2 separate regions of the Canis lupus genome follow, and region 1 is linked to region 2. The links are chromatin contacts, called in public Hi-C maps. All regions are on one chromosome and are shown on one strand. The core of a region is the stretch at or near the end of the contact, and the rest is flanking DNA. Distances in the headings are between cores, read along the strand shown.

Region 1 (7,042 bases), core at 4,183-6,682, 220 kb after region 2:
GTGCTTTCTGGAGGCTCAGTGGAGAATCTGTTTCCTTGCCTTTTCTGGCTTTTAGAGGCCTCCTACATTCCTTGACTCATGGCCCATTCTTCCATCTCCAGAAAGGGGAAGATTGGAGCTGACTCTTCTTCCATAGTTACATCTCCTTCTAACTCAGCAAGGGAAGATTCTCCTCTGAAGGACCCATGTGATTAGATCAGACCCATCCAAATGATTCAGGATAATCTTGCCATCATAAGGTCCCTAACCTTGATCCCATCGGCGAAGTCTCTTTGGGCAAATGTAGTAACATATCCACAGGCTCTGGAGGTTTGGAGTGTGGACATCTTTGGGGAACCATTATTCTGCCTACCATATGGAGATACTCCAGGAAAACTGTAGTTTATGGAGATACTCCAAGAAAACTTTAATTTTCTTCATCCAGAATCTTGTTTCCTTGCTTTGGATATATGGGAAGATAATGGTTAATATATTTTTTTCATGCTTGCCACTCGCCAGGTGCTACTCTAAACATGCCAACTCTGTAAGGTAGGTACTGGATTTGACCCAGTCAGTCTGGCCACAGAGCCCATAACTGTGACTGCCACACTTAACTGCCTCATTCCTATGAGTGCCCAGGAATACAACCCCATGATTGGCAGTCAGCAAGGGTTTACAATTCCTGCTCCTGGGATGCTAAAAAAGAGATCACAATCTTACTTGACTTTGCTGGTGTTTCCTTCAGGGCCTTGCCCATTCTCATTGCCAGTTTGAGGCTTCAGGATTGCTCAGACAACAGCCATTTCAGCAGAAGGCTAAGTGCTGTCTAGGATTTATCTGCTTCAGAAGAGTTAAAGCCTTACCTGGCTTGTCTCCCCTACATTTTCCACTTTGGTGCATTAAAGGGGTTTAGTGCAGAATGGAGAGGTATCCTTGACACTGGTAGGCCCTGAAACTGAGAGGTAAGGTTGGAACAGTGCTAGTATATGTGCATGTTGGGAGCTGGCCAGAGAAGAAAGAGCATTCTGGCTCTGATATTTTGTAACTCTTCTCTGAGCTTCACTTTCCTGTGAAATAGGCTGAACTCTGCTGAACTCTGCTGAACTCTGCAAACTCCTTAGAGGAGTAAGTGAGACCATGCTAATGCAGTGTGGGCACACATCCTCATGGAATCTTTTGGGGATTAAATGAGCACATCCCTGTGAAGAGCGGAGATCAACTCTCTGGCACCTGGTAAGCACCAAGTGAGTCTCCCTATTGTAGACTCTCTCTGGGTAACTTCAAAAGCTTCAATTTCCACTCACACCTTCACACTCACACCAAAGTTTTTGCCAGTTTTCTTTTGAGCTCTAGACCTAATGGCTCTGTGTTCAACAGGACATTTCCACATGGAAGACACACAAGGTTTGCTCATGCTCTGGGCCTTTGTACATAATAGGTAGCTCTGCCTAAAAATACAGCTGTTAAGAAATAAAAAGCCATTTTCTAGGTTTGTATGCTTTGGGTGGCAAAGAACAAAGACTCATTATGCAGCCTTAAGTTAGGAAAGCTACAAGGAGGCCCTGAGTGGGGGCAGGCCAGGTAGGAGTTTCAGCCATTGACTAGCCCAGTTTTGTTGGCTGGATTATATCATTGCACAGGGTCCTTTTGGGCAGTCTTCCTTTGGGAGAAAGGGCCTCACTCCTGATACTTGGCTACCCTTAGAGGATAGGCAGGATGACGGCATACAGCCCCAAAGTTTTAGGGTGGCCTCCTTTGGAGAACCAGGAGCTTAGCTACTTTTATCACAGGGCCCTCAGAGGCACTAGCTTCTCTCCTGTGGAAGCCCATCCCTGAAGCCTTGGCCTTGGGTGTTCCTCCCCACAACCAGTTCAAACATCCTGGCTTTGGGACGCTACCTCATTAGTCATTCTTTCCTCTGCTTCATCGCGTCTAAACACTGTGTGTTGTAGTTGTTGATGTCCAGAGCTGGTTCCCCAACTAGGCTGCCAGCTAGCCAGGCAGGAAGTGCATATTATTCACATATGTATCATCACCACCAAATGGGCCACCACTACATATCTGCTAAGTGAATAACACCCTGAGCATCTTCAGTGCTTCTTTATGAGTCCTCCTGTCCTCAAAGGAGGTATGAGGACCCTCTACACAAATTAGGCCAGCTGAGTCTTGGGTAGCATTTTATTTATTTGCTGATTTTTATTTTATTTTTTATTTTTATTTATTTATGATAGTCACAGAGAGAGAGAGAGAGAGAGAGAGAGAGGCAGAGACACAGGCAGAGGGAGAAGCAGGCTCCATGCACCGGGAGCCCGACGTAGGACTCGATCCCGGGTCTCCAGGATCGCGCCCTGGGCCAAAGGCAGGTGCCAAACCGCTGCGCCACCCAGGGATCCCTGCTTGCTGATTTTTAAGAGATTTTCTTATTTATTCATGAAAGACAGAGAGAGAGAGAGAGAGAGAGAGAGAGAGGCAGAGACATAGGCAGAGGGAGAAGCAGGCTCCTTGCAGGGAGCCTGATGTGGGACTTGATCCCAGGACTCCAGGATCATGCCCTGAGCCAAAGGCAGACCCTCAACTGCTGAGCTACCCAGGCATTCCTATTTGCTGATTTTTAAAAAGTAAATTAGTTGTTTTTTTTTTAAATTTTTATTTATTTGAGAGAGCAAGAGAGTACACATGTGCACACATGCACACGTGAGGTGGGAGGGAGCGGAGAGGGAGGGAAAGGATGAGGGAAGGGGGAAGAATCTCAAGCAGACTCCATGCTGAGCACAGAGCCTGATGCAGGGCTTGATCTCATGACCCTGAGATCATGACCAGAGCCAAAACCAAGAGTTGATGCTCAACCAACTCAGTCATTCAGGCACCCAAATTAGTTTTTATTCTTTTAAAGATTGTATTTCTTTATTAATGAGAGATACAGAGAGAGAGACAGAGGCAGAGACACATACAGAGGGAGAAGCAGGCTTCCTGTGGGGAGCCCGATGTGGGACTTGATCCCAGGACTCCAGGACCACACCCTGAGCCAAAAGCAGATTCTCAACCACGGAGTTCCCCAGGCGTCCCCTAAATTACTTTTTTAAAATAGTATTTTTTGTAATTAAAAATAACACGTACATTGAAAAAACCTTTTTAAAATTCTGAACTGTTAGTTAAATGCTAAAAATTCTTCTCATTTCTATTGCTCTATTGCCCACAGCTCTATTTAATGCCCACAGGCAAACACTAGGAAAAAATATTTTTAACAGCTTCATTGATACATAATTCAGATACTATACAATTTTCTAATTTAAAGTATATAATTCAGTGTTTTTTGGTATATTCCCAGGGATGGGCAACCATTAAAATCTAGTTTTAAGACATTTTTACTCCCCCCAAAAGAAATTCAGGATCCATTAGCTGCCATTCCTGCCCCTGCCCCTCTCCCAACCCTAAGCAATCACTAATCTACTCCCTGTCTTTATAGACTTGCCTATTTTGGACATTTCATAGAAATGGAATCATATAGGATTTGGTTTTTCATGTCTGGCTTCTTTCACTTGGCATGTATTTGAGGATCATCTGTGTTGTAGCAGGGTATCAGGGCTCCATTCCTTTTTATTGCTACAACACGTTTTATTAACCAATCCTTAGTCACTATTAACAATGTAATACACTCCCTGTGTTTGTTCAAATCGCCTGAGTTTGAGCCCCTACTGAGCAAGTTCCTAGATGACTGACTTTAGGTAAATCATAATCTCACCAAGCCTGCCTCAGTTTCCTCAAAAGTAAAATTTGAATAACAGAATCTACCCCATAGTCATAGTTGTACTGTCACAGTAATTAGCCTTTGCTGAGCACTTACTATGTGCCAGGCACTTTATAAAGATTACCAAACAGTGGGGCAGCCCCGGTGGCTCAGCGGTTTAGCGCCACCTCCAGCCCAGGGCGTGACCCTGGAGACCCAGGATCGAGGCCCACGTCAGGCTCCCTGCATGGAGCCTGCTTCTCCCTCTCTCTGTGTCTCTCATAAATAAATTCAAAAATCTTAAAAAAAAAAAAAAAAGATTACCAAATAGACCTGATTTACTAGGGAATTGTGGTTAGGAGATCTGCCACGATCAAACAGCCTCTGAGTAGGCGATGGAGGTGAACAGAACCACAGGCCACCTGACTGCCAACCCTGCACCATTAGCTATTAACGTAATAAAATAACAAACCATGTAGCAAGGGCCTTGCAAAGCAAATGAATTTAGCGAATAATAACTGATAAAACTATAAAAGAGCAGAAAAAAAAAAGAAATTGACTTAACATCTAAAGTCTAACATTTGCTACTGTTAATATTTTCGCTATTTTCTTCCAGTCTTTTTTCTTTTATGATTATATTCATTTATTCATGAGAGACACAGAGAGAGGCGGAGAAGCAGGCTCCTCGCGGGGAGCCTGATGGGGGACTCGATCCCGGGACCCCAGGATCACGTCCTGGGCCGAAGGCAGAGGGTCAACCACTGAGCCACCCAGGCGTCCCATTTCTTGCAGTCTTTAATTTGTTAAATTATTATTCAAATAATCATTAACAAATATTATTTTCCGACATAGCAAAAATTCTAGAAGATAATGGACATCAAGCTTCCGCGTCTGTTCTCTCAAGACATATTTAGATTAGGTGGCTCTACCTCCTAGGACTTCGGGTATTTTCTTCCTGCTTATTATTTTCTTTAGATCACTAGAGTCCCACCAACCTCATTTCCTATCTTTTAAAAACCCTATCTTGAGCGTTTCCCCAGCCCACCCAGTGTGCTACCTCATCGCTCCCGGTCGCATACACACGCACATAGACTGTACGACTGCAACAGGACTTATCGATTCCTCATTGATCTCCCTGGGAAAAATCACTACACACCCATTCTTCTTCACGCATCTCATAATTCTCTGTGGATAAACTCCTACAAAGGCCGGAAGATCAGCGTCTGTGCTTGTCCCTAGGACTTTTTGTATCTTTGTTTGCCAAATAACTCTCCAGCAGGAACGCGGACCGGGAGGGGGGCGCCTGGGCGGCCGGGCTTTCTCACTCCTTGGCACGTTTTATCCAAGCACAACACAAGACAGCGCGCAGACGTGTACTCCCCGCCGACCTTTCAGGCTCGGAACGCAGGCGCAGCCAACACCCAGACCCGGAACCGAGCCGCCTCCCCGACTTCTGGGGTTCGCACGCCACTCAGGCCTGCTAACCCCATAGTCTCTCTGTTTATGCTTTGTATCACCTAGACCCGAAGACGGAGCCAAGCCCTGCCCGCCCCGCTTTAACAGCCCTAAGCGCGGCAAAGCGCAGCGCACGGAGCGGCCCACCCCGGCGGAGGCCCCCCGGCTCCCGGCGTGCAGCGCGGCGATCCCGGCGTGCCCGGCGTCGATCCCGGCGTGCCCCGCGGCGATCCCGGCGTGCCCGGCGTCGATCCCGGCGTGCCCCGCGGCGATCCCGGCGTGCCCCGCGCTGCGCGGACTCGGCGGCGGGCTGCGCACCGCTGGCCCAGGAAGCCGCGTCGGCTGCGGCGGCGTGGTACGAGGCTGCGGGAGTGCTGGCGGCCGGAGGCGACGACGCGGGGTCGACATGGAAGTGTAAGTCGTCCGCGGCGCGTTCCTGGCTTTGCGTAGACGCACACGGCTGGGGACGGCTGGGCCGAGGGGACGGGGCACGGGGGCACGGGGCGGCACCTTACACAGGCTTGGGGGACAGGCTTGGGGCGGGACGCGGGGAAGAAGGGGACCCTCGCTCTGCTCGCTCGAGACCTTCGTCCCTACTCCCGCCCAGTGCCTGCGGCCCGGGGCCCAATGCGACGAGACCTGGCGGCCTTGCGGTGTGCCTGCTCCCCCCACCCTCATCTCCTAGCGTGCCCTGGGTCGCCGTGGGGACGTCACCCGGCGTCCCAGCGGGGACCTCGAAAGTGTTAAGCCCCGAGTCTGCCCTGGAATTACTTGCAGAAGAGATGGATACGTGCTGGGGTAGAGCTTGGCCTACCTTGGGGAAGAGGTGCTGTCCGAGTTTGTTGAGCAGTTCGCCTTGCTAGGGCAGGGCCAGGTTTTCTGGGAAGAAGGAGGTGCTTGAGGCGGGACGGGGACCGCAGAAACAGAAACAGCCCGTGTCTGTGATGTTTGCTTAGTACCACGTGCGGATGGAACTTTTTCAGCTGCTCCGCGTGTGGGTTGTTTTTTTTTTTTTTTTTAAGATTTTTTTATTTATGATAGAGAGAGAGAGAGAGAGAGGCAGAGACACAGGAGGAGGGAGAAGCAGGCTCCATGCACCGGGAGCCCGACGTGGGATTCGATCCGGGGTCTCCAGGATCACACCCTGGGCAGAAGGCGGCGCTAAACTGCTGAGCCACCCAGGGATCCCCCGCGTGTGGGTTTTATGTAGCCGACGTTAACTTGCAGGCGTACCTGTATTGTGTTCTCATCGACGTTGGTTACTCACATTTTCTTTTGTGTTCTCTTGCCTCTTTAATGGTCTGTTATTTTTCAGATTTTAAAGACACACAATGTATATATATGTAACTGAAACGAAAACATCATGAAACAATACTTTTACTATATTGTAAAATATAGTGTATTGCAGTATACTCATATTGTCTCTTATTAAAAAAGAATGCTGACCCACTAAATTATTTTGTAGTCCATTAATGGGGTTTAATCCACGACTTTAAAAACATTTAGATGTATTTATTACTCTAGCCCAAGCTGTTATTATTACCCATTTTTCCTCTTTACAAAAGCATTTCCTATCATTATACGATTCTGCTTTAATTTATACATCTTAAAAACTCCCTTGTCCCCACACTCATGTCCACTTACTGCTCCATTTCTGCTTCCTCTCACAACAAAACTGCTTGGAAGTGTTGTTTATCCCCTCAGTCTCAATCATTCTGTTGGGCTTTCATCCTCACTTGCTCGTAGCCAAAAGGCCGAAAAGCCATAAGCTTTCATCCTCACTAGTCTACAGAAATGGATTTTTGTGATTACCTGAGCCCTCTGACTTGTCAAATTCAAAGGTTGATTTTCTGGCCTCAATGTTCTTGATCTCAGCAACAG
Region 2 (6,441 bases), core at 3,482-5,981:
CAGCGCTAAACCGCTGAGCCACCGGGGCTGCCCCTGAATGAAATTTTTGAGTTGTGAGGAATGGAGCTGGGTTTTTAAAAAATGATGCACACCCCAAACGGAGTCCATCTCCTTAAGATAACATGGAGTGGGCACTGCATGAGTCTTTCAGGAAAGGGGAGCTACAATGCCTTCCATAGAAGAAAAACATTTGTAGGCAACTGTGCCTGTATTGAGAATGGTTTTCATCTCTGACCAATTAATCCAATTAACTGGTCAGGGCAGTGACACGTGGTGCTGACCCGGCCATGAACTCACTCATGTCATGGTCTAGTCCAGTACTTCCTTTACCACTCACTTGATTAGTAACAGTATTTAAAAGTTTCTGGTTACCGCTCAGTTTACCAAACACTAGCCTTCCAACTGGAGCCTTTTAAATGAGCACTATGCTTGCTAGTGAGCTACTTCCTTACTTTTCTACAAAAGCTCCTCAGGGAACCCCGTCAGATCCTCCAGGTGGAATGCTAATTTAATACAGTGACTATAAAACAGACTTTGAGACATGCTGAGAAAATTGGGTTCTTTTGCAAAATGCGTATGTTCAGAATGCATATACCATATCTACTTAATAATCCTACACTTCAAATACACTATTTTGGGAGAAAATCACTTTATTCTAATTAATTCATAAATGATAACGTCACAAAAGGTGATTTAAGGAGGCACACAAACATCTGCCCAGCCCCCAACTCAAACCATCTCAATAAACTTCTATACTAAAAATACCCTCATTCATTAACAATTCTGAAGAAAGCTGTATTTAATGATGAAGGAGAGGTTTAACTGGTGGTTTTACACTTTATATCTTCTCTATTAATTACATTTTTATGCTAAATTAACTTGGTCATGAGAGATGATTTTCCATATCTTCCAATTTGAACTTCTTGATTAGGCTAATCCTGCAAAGAGAAAAGGTAAGTCAGAAGAGCAACAGCTGTATATTCTTAGCAAAGCAGAAGCCCTCCATATGGTAAAAGGAGGGGTGAAAGCCTAGGTTATCAGTTTCGTACCTAAATGAAGGTGGGAAAATGAAAACGAGCATTTTATAAATTGTGAATTTTTAGGGCAATAGGAGGAAATTACATAAAAACAAGTTCACTACCAACATTCCAGTGTTCCCAAATCTCAGAATTCCACTGAGGAACTGCATAAACTCTTCTCTCAAATAAGGTGTGAAAAGCGTCAATAACTTATCAGTCTTTATATCCCATCCTGGACTTCGTTGAAAATGGAATGTAATCTTACATTCACAGCTTTATGGCCAGATCACCCACATCCTATAAACAGAACAAGACCTGGTACACTAATCTCTACTGAGGAAAAATCAGATACACAACATAACTGGTAAAAGCTTAATATAATGACTAGAAACCTCTGGACCAGGTCTTTGTTAGAAGAACTAGATTATTTATAGAATGTAAACAAAATCTCCTCTAACTTGTCAGTTTAATTTAATAAACAAAGACTCCCATAGCTCTATAGGGCCAGGAGTACCCTGCTCTGAACTGAGCAGATGCTCGATCTACCTACCATTTGCAAATCTGCACTGTTTCAGCACCTCGCTGAAACCTTCACAAAGCTTTAGGTCACCCTGGTTCTGGGCACACTCCAGGAACTGTTTCATCTCGTAGTGGCATGGGCCAAACTGCTGCTGGTATGCTGGCTGGGTTCCCTGAGGCTCCTGCAAAGGCATAACATTCAGGACCCTTGAGAAATTAGATTTACACCTGAACAAAGAACAGTACCCAATATCTTTGAGGTCAACTGGGGAAACATAATTAGAACCAAATGCAAATTAAAGTTACTACCTAAAAACATGGAAAGTGAGAAATTTTAAAGGCAGAAAGCAAATAGGCTTTAACAAAATTCCAGGTAAAATCAGAAAGATTCAAGAACAAAGATGCAAATAAAGTTAAATGATTACATGCGTATCTAAATACCAGTGGGGTTCAATGTAGTTCAGAGGAGAAAGTGGGACTATAATAGAAAAATAGACGGATAAGCATGTCAAATACACCAGAAATACAACAGAGTCCACACTGAGGTTCATCAGAGGAGAAAATTCACATACTTCAGAAAGAGGGGCAGTGGCAAATACCAGATAAGAGGTCAGAGAGCTCTACTAAAGCTACTAAAAAGGTTTTTCAATACTTAAGATTGAAACTAAATTTAAAATAAGGGGAAAATGGCTGTTCTACAATGAATCAGGTTGAACTGCTATTCTACTCCTTGGGAACAAATACAATGTGGACAGTACTTGATGCTGGTCTAAAGCACTAACTCAACTGCCAAACATGGCTTCTGACAAACCATTTTCTGTTAGGAGGACCATGGATTCACAGCTCCTATACATAAGGAACTGACAAATAACTAGCTTTTCTTGTAACCTACCCAATGAAAGAAAACACTGCCCAAAATCTTACCTGGTAAGTGATGTCGGGCCTTGAAGGCTCAGTGTTACTTCCTCCACCAAAGCCCCCAGTAATGGCATGCCCAATCGTGTGCCCTACAGCAGAGCCTACAGCCACGCCAGCTGCAGTGGTTGCCATCTGGGCCATGAGACCTGGCTGTCGGGGTGCAGCAGGTGAGCCAACAGCAGATGGCGGAGCTGCTGCTGGTGGCTGAGCGGCTGGCGCTGGTCTAGGCGCAGCTCTCATCTGAGGTGCCCGGCTAAGAAAGAAAAGAACAAAAAGCATGAAAAGTGCCCACTTCCTACCAGGCTTGGATACTGTCATCTAAAGAAACTGTACTGTTCACACAACACAGGTTTGAACTGCATGTGTCCAGTATGTGTGGATTTTTTTTCAATAAACACAGTATAAGTATTGTGTGTGCTTTCTCTTATGATTTCTCAGTAACCTTTTCTTTAGCTTATTTTATTCTAAGAATACAGTATTATAACATATATACAAAATACGTGTTAAGTGACTTTATGTTATTGGTAAGGCTTCCAGCTAGAGGCTTTCACTAATATTCAATCCTGCTTTAGAATAAGTCTTCACACATGATGTCCCCTCTGGCCATTTTTAGACTGTTTCCTTGGGTGCTCTTCCCCCAAATAAGGCTAGGTTGGAAGTTTATTTTTTTAAGATTTTATTTATTTATTCATGAGAGACACAGAGAGAGACAGAGAGACCGAGAGAGAGAGAGAGAGAGAGAGAGAGAGGCACAGGCACAGGTAGAGGGAGAAGCAGGCTCCATGCAGGGAGCCCAACGGGGGGGTCAATCCTGGGGGTCCAGAATCAGGCCCTGGACTGAAGGCAGCATTAAGCGGCTGAGCCACCTGGGCTGCCCCTAGGTTGGAAATTTATGAATTTGCTTCCAATCAGGTGGTATCTGGCATCACTTTATAAAAATTTGGTTTTTCTGTCCTCTGGAGAACAGCTTCTTTCCCTTAAGTGAAGGACTGTCCTACAGTCCTAGCATACAGTCTGAACACAATCCACCTCACTCCAGAGAAGCAACGTGGTCCTGTGTTTAACACCCTAACCGGTTGTTGGAAGACTTGGGCCAGACCTGGCTTTCCTATTTACTGGTAGGGTGACCTCGGACAAGTCACTTGTTCCGAGGCTCCAGTTTCCTTATTCCTGGAAAACAGGAATAACATCTATCCCTAAGGTTACGGGTGTTAAAGTGTAACTACCAGTATATTTCTTTTTTTTTCTTCTTTTTTTTTTTTATTTATGATAGTCACACACACACACACACAGAGAGAGAGAGAGACAGAGGCAGAGACACAGGCAGAGGGAGAAGCAGGCTCCATGCAGGGAGCCCGATGTGGGACTCGATCCCGGGTCCCCAGGATCGCGCCTTGGGCCAAAGGCAGGCGCCAAACCGCTGCGCCACCCAGGGATCCCTACCAGTATATTTCTAAAGTGTTTTATGAATTAGACGATGTCGTGTACAAGGAGGCTTCGGTCGCTGGGCCGAGCCTCTGGACCGCTCTCTGTGGGCTCGCAGGTTACCCTGTTTACTGAAATGCAATCATTCTCCCCATTATACTACCTTTCACCGATACTCGTTTTGTCTTTTTATTTACTTCAGAAGCTTGGGCCGGTTTACCCTTACAAATACTCATTTACTTCCAGGATATGACCGTTTTAACTTAAAATGCGCTCTGGGCGGGCTGGTTGAATCGGGGGAGGGGCGTCTAGATCCTGGGGTCGTGGGTTCCAGCCCCACGCCGGGTGCAGAGCTCACTTCAATAAACGTAAAGCATTTTTTAAATGAGCTCTCGAATATTTTAAGAACTCACGGGCATTCGAAATCAGAAAGTTCGCCACCAACGGGAAATGTGGCCAAAGCCCAGTCACGATGCCCTGGCGGGGGCGGGCCCACCTCACAGCGGTACCCCCCTCACCCCCACACCCGCCCTCGGCCGGCGCCCAGCACTCCGCCGCCCCCTCCGCGGCCTCCACCAGCCTCCGCCCGGCCTCCGCATGCGTCACGGCGTCGGCAGGGCCCCAGACCCCGCAAGGGCCTCACCTGGCCGGAGGAGCCATGCGGGAGGCGCGGCTCCGGCTTCCACGCGGCATGTCTACTGGGACAGGAGCACGGCGCCCAGAAGCCCGACACTCGGCGAAGACCCCAGAGGCTTCGGCGGGAGCCAGAGACCGGAAAACAGGGGGTGGGGCTGGCCTCGGCGTGCGACCAATCAGCGCACAGGCAGAGGCCTCGCGCGCCTACGTCTCCGCGGGCCCTGAAGGTCACTGGAAGAGCACGCGCCACGCCGGCGCCGGGTCGGACGCGGCGTGCGTCATGAGCTCCGCGCCAGGCTGCCCCGGGAGACCGGAAGGCCTGGAGGTGCCCCGCGCGCCTGTTTTCCCAGCCCAGCGGGAGGCAGAGCCGTTCGCTTTTGCTTAAAAGCGTCGCTGCCTTCCGCCGACGTTTCTATTGGTGACGGGGGGACGAAGCCAGCCCTGAGAGGGAGGCCGGTGTCGGCGCGGCTGCCACCGGACCTTAGTTAACTTTCCTCAGCATTAAGTTACGTATTTGGGTAAGGATCTTTTGAGGCACCGTGTGGGCACATGGTGTGAGCGGGACGGAGGAAAGCGGATGCGTTAGGCAGGGCCCGCGGAGCTGAGGTGATCCCATTTTTATTTTACCTGTGGACTCAGGCCGTAATAATGCCTTACCGTGGCTCCTCTACCTTTCCGGGCCCTTTTCGTACATGCCATAGCGCTTGTGCCCGTAATCGGGGTAGTGCTCGTTCACTGATAATCAAAAGTGTAGTGAATGATTTCCGGGCGCTGGCTCCAACGAGACTCTTTCTTCGTGGACTTTGGGTCAGGAGGGGACACACGACAGCCTGCACACCCCGAGCCGCCGTGACGGGCAGCCTCGGCAGGGTGGGCGAGACCGGGCGTGAGGCCCCCGGGGAGGGGCTCGCACCAGCGCCGGGCACGGCGGCTGGAGGGAGCGGGGCCCCTGGGACGCGTCCGCGCGCCTCCGGAGCGGAGGAGCTGGCTCGGGGCGCTCCCGGGAGGGCTCCGGGCAAGGGGAGAGAGCGGAGGTGGCTTGCACGTCGAAGAGAAATTTTCCCCTTCCGCCTGAGGTCGCGGAGTTCAACGCATTCTCTCCAGTAACAGCAGAATGTTCGTGGAATCGAAGGGTAAATAATCCAAAGACCTGTCATGAAAAAGTTTTATTTTCACAGAACTTAATGAAAGCTTTACAAATGACGTGACATTTCTCTGGAGAATTCATAAGCAGAGACGGAGGAAAGGAGCCTTATAAGGACATCCTGGCACAAGCGCTCAGAATGAACATCCATAACAGAGACGATTTTTTTTTTTTTTTTTTTTTTTTTTTTTTTTTAACAGAGACGATTTTAATCGCACCTGGCTGAATCATGAATTCCCACTCCGAGGAGAGAATATTAGATATTTGTGCAAGATTATTTTGTCCTAGTAAAAGATTGGAAACAAATTCTTGTCAGTAGAATACAAATTTTTTAAAAAGGCGCAGCACACAATATACAGCTATAAAAGGGAATAAACTCTATATTGTTATGAAAGATATGATGATAAACTGTCAAGAGAAAGAAGGGCAGAATTGGGTGCAGTGTGCTTGGAGAGAAGACTTAATATGCACGAAATATCTGCAGCTGTTAACCGTGAGGCAGTAGGAGAGTGACTGTGGCCCAAGGGGGGACTTTTACTGAAAACATTTTCTATCTTTTGGATTTTTTTCATAAAAATTTTATTTATTTATCAATGAGAGACACGGTGGGGGGGTGGGGGGGCAGAGACACAGGCAAAGGGAGAAGCAGGCTCCCTGCAGGAATCCTGACATGGGACTCGATCCCAGGTCTCCAGGATCATGTCCTGGGCTGAAGGTGGCGCTGAACCGCTGAGCCACCCCGGCTGCCCTATCTTTTGGATTTTGAAAGTTAATGTATTA

What was found. Hi-C and Micro-C count contacts between places; a contact is called where the count stands out from the background.
Region 1: a contact with region 2 is called in a Hi-C map of blood, with 4 times the contacts expected there. The contact joins the promoter of CRCP here to the promoter of CHCHD2 in region 2. A contact is called at or near these places in 2 of 9 Hi-C or Micro-C datasets (amygdala and blood).

Annotation. Positions count from the first base shown.
Region 1 is chr6:715,032-722,073 of UU_Cfam_GSD_1.0, forward strand. CRCP (DNA-directed RNA polymerase III subunit RPC9) reads left to right here and starts at 5,433. Exons shown (of 6, transcript XM_038538992.1): 1 at 5,433-5,575. The coding sequence starts at 5,568.
Region 2 is chr6:493,512-499,952 of UU_Cfam_GSD_1.0, forward strand. It overlaps CHCHD2 (coiled-coil-helix-coiled-coil-helix domain-containing protein 2), which reads right to left and starts at 4,732. Exons shown (of 4, transcript XM_038538984.1): 1 at 4,525-4,732; 2 at 2,463-2,709; 3 at 1,570-1,720; 4 at 633-938. The coding sequence starts at 4,574. The coding sequence ends at 928.